2 separate regions of the Mus musculus genome follow, and region 2 is linked to region 1. Evidence: chromatin contacts called from public HiChIP or PLAC-seq data. All regions are on one chromosome and are shown on one strand. The core of a region is the stretch at or near the end of the contact, and the rest is flanking DNA. Distances in the headings are between cores, read along the strand shown. Region 1 overlaps Zfp202 (zinc finger protein 202). Region 2 overlaps Clmp (CXADR-like membrane protein).

What was found. HiChIP or PLAC-seq counts read pairs in DNA pulled down with a chosen protein or histone mark.
Region 2: a contact with region 1 is called in an H3K27ac HiChIP or PLAC-seq map of embryonic stem cells, with 4 times the contacts expected there. The contact joins two enhancer-like sites. A contact is called at or near these places in 4 of 39 promoter capture datasets (the 3T3-L1 cell line, the HPC-7 cell line, HPC-7-derived erythroid cells and 1 more), 1 of 115 datasets of contacts at active chromatin or transcription factors (embryonic stem cells) and 1 of 9 other capture datasets (embryonic stem cells).

Annotation. Positions count from the first base shown.
Region 1 is chr9:40,205,597-40,208,653 of GRCm38.p6, forward strand. Zfp202 (zinc finger protein 202) reads left to right here. Exons shown (of 7, transcript NM_030713.2): 2 at 1,603-2,098; 3 at 2,709-2,919. The coding sequence starts at 1,697. Among named protein-coding and RNA genes, the nearest start is that of Zfp202, 15 kb to the left of the region's middle. Within about 2 kb of position 1,400, at least 18 of the 459 cell types and tissues checked have an H3K27ac peak or open chromatin away from gene starts, as enhancers often do. A contact at or near this core is called in the HPC-7 cell line and embryonic stem cells, where this site is marked.
Region 2 is chr9:40,755,871-40,758,927 of GRCm38.p6, forward strand. All of the region lies in intron 1 of Clmp (CXADR-like membrane protein), which reads left to right. Among named protein-coding and RNA genes, the nearest start is that of Hspa8, 44 kb to the right of the region's middle. Within about 2 kb of position 1,646, at least 182 of the 459 cell types and tissues checked have an H3K27ac peak or open chromatin away from gene starts, as enhancers often do. A contact at or near this core is called in the HPC-7 cell line and embryonic stem cells, where this site is marked.

The DNA.
Region 1 (3,057 bases), core at 150-2,649:
TGTTGGACTGTATTCATAACTATCCTGGGAAATGTGTGGCCCACAGGCTGCAGAGAGATCTTCCTACTAAAGAATGCTGACTTGGAATAGCAACTCCAGAGGCAGTTACCGTTATCTAGATGAGAATTGGTTAGGACAGCATCAGAGCAAGGGAGTGACACAAGGTAACAGCCACCCAGTAAAGAGTGTGCCACGGGTATATTCTTCAAAAGACAGCAAGGCCTGAAAAGCCAGGTTGGCCCTCAGTGGTACGGGGGATGGGTAAGATAGACTATAAAAAGCTTTGCATCCTCTGCACAGTTTTTTCATTTAAAACACATTTTTATAATACCAAGTAATAGCATTAAGAAAATACTTTAGAAAGTTAATAGTTAACATTGAAATTCCATCTCCCTTCTGAACACAGAAAACAGTAAGACATTTGATCTCAAATTTACTCTAACAGAAATATTTTCAGCTCCATACTGTTGATGAGCAAATAATTTACAGAAAAAAAAAACTTCCCATGAGGCTATACTTCTATCCCACACCTTTTCAGTGATAGCAGGCAAATATAAGTCCTTTTCGTCCCCCTTCTCTTTATATTACCCAATCGGGATCTCATTAGAATGATAAGCAGTCCTTGGAAAGCTATAACTACATAGACATACTGAATCAGATTGTGAGAAAAAGCTTCACAACTAATGTATTATCTCTTACTCCTTGTTGAGTACTGAGGGAGCACACGTAGGAAGTCATGACTGTAGTTCAGGCAAGGTGGTGAGGACCACCCTGAAGTAGCAGGCAGAAAGAAGAGTAAAGGTTGAGAAGTTTAAGAGGTAGCATTGGTTTAATTTTAAACAGTGAGAAAAAAATCATAAAGTTGAATCCACAAATTACTAAACTAAGTATTTTCTTTACAATTGGTCCCTGCCAAGGCAGAAAGAAGGTAAGTTTGCAAACAAGGCTAGAATAAATGAGTGTCCTTTGAACAGTTAGGGGTCAGTGAGTCATCCCGGTAAAGATGTCTTAGCAAGATAAAGGCAGGCTCTGGGGGTGGTGCTGTTAGTGTCTTTCCTCTAGAGTGCTGAAAATCTCCAAGAGTTTCCATTTGACCAAGGTTAATATTAGTTTCGTGCAGCCTTGCGTAACATATGTCCACCCTGCTGATGGCTCAAGATATAAATACTATACGCCTGTGAAACAAATCATGGCCACTGGGGCATTGTTTGTAGGCATTCTGAGCATCGTTTCTCCCAACCATGTAAGGACTGTGGGGAACTCACAATGTGCTGGCTGTAGTACAGACAGGAATTGAAGGAGCCAAACTAAAGAACTGAGCAGGAAGGAAGTAGAAGAAAGGCATTAGGAGGTAAAGCCACACTATTGTGAGTAGAGCGGTGTACTGTTTTTTTATGGGCTAGGAACCTTCCCTAGGAAGTGAGGGAAGAGGACCTTGCCAGGCCTATCCCAACTTGATTTTATTGCAACATGCAGTTATGGAGACTGGGGAAGGGGGGAGTTAATTATTTCAGAAGTATACAAAGGATCACAAAGTCAGAACTGTTGTCTCTGCATAACTGCAGGCTTCTATTCTCTTTCATCTTTACTACTCTACCCTAGGTCCCTTAGGAGGAACCCCTTGAGCTACCCGGTCTAAAACACGTTATCGCCAGTGTGAGGGCTAAATGGTGTGATAACACCCAAGAGCCAGGAAATGGCAACAGCCTTGGAGCCAGAGGACCAAGATCTTTGGGAAGAAGAAGGAGTTCTGATGGTGAAACTGGAGGATGATTTCACGTGCGGGCCAGAATCCGCCTTGGAGGGCGATGATCCTGTACTGGAGACCTCTCACCAGAACTTCCGACGCTTTCGATACCAGGAAGCATCAAGCCCTCGAGAAGCTCTCATCAGACTTCGAGAGCTTTGTCATCAGTGGCTGAGGCCAGAGAGGAGAACTAAGGAGCAGATTCTTGAGCTGCTCGTGTTGGAGCAGTTCCTCACTGTCCTGCCTGGAGAACTGCAGAGCTGGGTGCGAGGCCAGCGGCCCGAGAGTGGCGAGGAGGCAGTGACGCTGGTGGAGGGTTTGCAGAAACAACCCAGGAGACCAAGGCGGTGGGTGAGGAGGGGGAGTCCTGATCTGTGTGATGTGGAGGGGGACTGTTCCTCAAGGCTGGATCTGGGGAGAGTATGAGGGTCCCATAAATTATCCTTTAAATTTTACTGGTTCTGCTTTTGGGTTTCATCTAGAACCATGAGCCCGGTGGGGCCGGGATGGATGTGTGCGAGTGTGACTTTCTAGGCTTTGAATCACCTGCCTGTGCCACCTAAAGATTGGGTTTTAAATTTCTTTGGATGTTGAACCTTGGGGTCCTTAGAAAGCAACTATTCTGACTTCCTCTAGTTTCACCTAGACCCTTAATCCCAAGACCCCTTTCCTAGGATGGTAATCTGAGAAAACAAACAGTAAGCAGCCCTGAAGGATAGATGGAAACCTCAGGGCCCCAGGTGATGAGATTAAAGGTTGAAAGAAGGGGGAAATTAGAAGAGTCCTAGGGTGTCCCCTGCCTTGTCTTTGTAAAGATAACTGGTTCTTCGTGTGCCTTTGCAGCTTGAGTTTCCCCTCCTCATCTCGTTCCCTTTGTGAGTGTTCCTCCCAAAGTACCCCTGATGACAAGCAGGAATTTTCTCCTGACTCCATCATGACTGGAAGTTAAAATTGTTCCCAGGTAACCGTCCATGTTCAGGGCCAGGAAGTCCTGTCAGAGGAGACCCTACACCTAGGGCTGGAGCCGGAGTCCTCCAGTGAGCAACAAGATCCAACACAGACCTTGACCACTGAGCAGCCCCATGAGGAAGCCCTCCGAAGCCCAGATCTGGGGACACAGGAACAGGAGACCTTGCAGCATGACGAGGAGCACCTGCCCCTGCCGGAATGTGGTAGGAAGAAGCCTCAGCAGAAAGGAGAAATTTTGGCAAAGTGAAGAAGAAATTGGGAGGCGGGGTTCTCTTGTACCACAAAGGCTGAACAAATTCTAATAGAAAGCACAGAATATTGATGCTGAGAACACGACCAGC
Region 2 (3,057 bases), core at 396-2,895, 550 kb after region 1:
AAGAAAAGGCTGAGAGAGGTCAGGAGACTGTCTAAATCCGGGTCCATGGTGCCTCATGAAATGTATACAGTGTTCCAGAAAGTGTGAATGCCTCACTCATGCATACACATACACCCCCACACCCCACAGGACTCTACAACTTGGCTTGAGTCACTGTGTGTCTTAATTTTTTTAAAGATTTATTTATTATGTATACATGTATGCCTGCAAGCCAGAAGAGGGGACCTGACCCCATTACAGATAGTTGTGAGCGACCATGTGGTTGTTGGGATTTGAACTCAGAGCCATCTCACCAGCCCGTGTCTTAATTCTTGATCTATACAATGAAATACGGCTTTTCCCTTTGTTTTTGTTCATTCTCTGTGTTTTGCTTTTAGACAGGATAAGTCAGTGTAGCCCAGGCTAACTTTGAAGTCACAGTATTCACAGCTTTTTCCCTGCTTCAGGCTTGCAAATATCCGAATGACTTTACTTTCTAATACCTTACTTTCTTACGTATATCCGATGCATCCATTCTCCTGAGGCTTACTGGAGCATTCTGGGTAAAGCAAAATATGGGGAAACTCCTCCCACTCAAGGTTAGTGAATACTAAATGTCCCCTAACCATTGAAAAATGTTCTCACTCAATGGAAGAAAGGGAGGCTACATCTGTGTCGCCCACTAGAGGGCACTGTACTGTATACTGCACAATGTGAAAGACCAGACTTTCGATCCCTGCCATGGGATGCTCTAACTTTGTAAACTCTGATCTACACAGGCTGGTAAATTACTTGGATGATAACTCCTACACCAAGAGCTGCGGCCTTGCCTAGAGCCTGCTTTGACTATACATTCAGGGGTCATTTCCTTAGTTCATTACTCGGAGCTTGGGAACATGTAGGGAGCCTGTACTCATGGGGTAACCTTTCAGGAAGAGCAAACATGGGTGACTAGGGACAAGTTGTCCGCCTTGGGCATTCAATGAGCTTTGGGAAAGTAGTAAAGTCTTATTTAGGAAGAAGAGAGGTTAGAGGTTGTTCTTTGGTCACGGCCCAGCCCACTATCCCTTATGAGAGGGGCGGGGGATATGAATATGTTTTTTGTTAAAACTCCTTCTTGCCTGGTCTTTTTGAAAAAAAGTCTGGAATGATCAAAGGAGTCCAATGAGACCCAAGGTTTTAGAGCGCAAAATCTTAAGCTAATCTTAAGCAGCAAGTACACGAAGAATTAGTCCCACCTTACCATGGAGGAGCACGGAGGGAGCGGTTTCCAGGGCAGCTGACCCCAGGCCGGGGGATGGGGGTGGGGGAGTGGCTGTTGATAACGCTAAGGCTGAGAGGTTCCCACTAGCACCTTGTTAAGTGTCTGAGTTGCCCGTGAAATCCCCACTAGGGAAAGCCCAAGGCTTCCAGGAAGGCGTTTTGCATATACACAAGAAGCCTCTTTCCAAACCCCGCTTCCTATCGATAAATACTGCAGCAAAAATTTCAAAAATTCTTCCCTTCCCTGAACCCCTGCGACTCACTAGCTTGGCCAGGCTGTGATCTCCTCCTAAGTTATACCGACTGTAAGGGTTTCTTCGCCCTAAGGTTGATCCCTGTTGCCCAGGAAATCCTATGCTAGCAGCCAGAGGGTGGCTGGACCTGCCCATTCCCTCTCACCCACCAGATGGCAGGCACATGCTAAGCAGTTCCCACAAACACTACCGAGGGCCCTGCCAGCTCAAACTGTAGATTCAACATATGGTAAAAATTATTTCTTAAGATGACCAAAAAAAAAAAAAATCCCAGAAATCTGGTAGCATCTTGGAGTTGGGGGGAGGGGGGAGGATGGTGGGGAGGAGGTGGGGGGGGGTCGGGAGGAGGGAGGACGGGGACTTAAGGTTCAAGAAAATAGGCAGATCCGTAGGCTCTGGTTGACACTCCCTGCCTCGCTGAAGTCGTTTGTATTCACGAAGGCACCCTCCTGGCGCTGCTGTATTTAATTCTGGATGTGTTATAAATAGAAGCTAGAGAGCGCAGTGTACACCGCCCACCACCTTGTTCCGGCCCTCTGGGGACATCGTCCAAATCTGGGCCTTTGTTTCCCTCTAGTGGCCTCCCTCAGCAAGTCTCACAGCAGAGCCTTTGCATTTGTTTATTCTGCATATAGCAAGGGCCTCCTGGATGCACGAGGGTGGTGTACAGTTCTTGAGCTTTGCACGAAGCTAAGACAACTCTGCGGGTTTCAGCGGCGAATGAAAGCTAGCGCATCCTCGGCCAAGCCCAACACAGTACAGTGCAGTCAGTTTCTCCGCTTTCCTGAGGGCTGCCATGTGGGCTGAAGGAGAACCGGCAATGTTATAGAGCATTTCCACTCTAAATGATTTAACCGGACCTCATCTCACGATGTTCCTCCCCTGTGCCAAGGTTCACTCAACAGTAAAATAGGTCTAAATGCTGACTGGCTATCTGCTATGTATTCAGACTCACAAAAGCAAAAACCAAAAGCAAAACTATGTTAGTTTACAGGAAATCTTCTCACATAGGCAGTAAAAGTATGATTTTGAAAGTATGATTTTGGGCTGGAGAGATGACTCAGCAGTTAAGAGCACTGACTGCTCTTCTGGAGGTCCTGAGTTCAATTCCCAGCAACCACATGGTGACTCACAACCATCTGTAATGGGATTGGATGCCTTCTTCTGGTGTGTCTGAAGACAGCTACAGTGTACTTAGATATAATAAATCTTTTTTTAAAAGTTATTTCTATATTGGTTGCACCACATAAGCTCGGCACATACACATTTGTTCAAATATAAGTGTAACACGTGTGTTGCATTTCACAGCCTTGCACTTTGCACCACATTTGTTCTAAAAGAACTTGACATCTGGGGTACACGTGATAAGAGAGGCAAGAATCCTGGTTTGGAAGAACAGCCAGTGCTCTTAACTGCTGAACCAACTCTCTGACCCCATCTTTTTTTTTTTTTTTTAAGATTTATTTATTATTATATATAAGTACACTGTAGCTGTCTTCAGATGCACCAGAAGAGGGCATCAGGTCTCATTATGGGTGGTTGTGAGCCACCATGTGGTTGC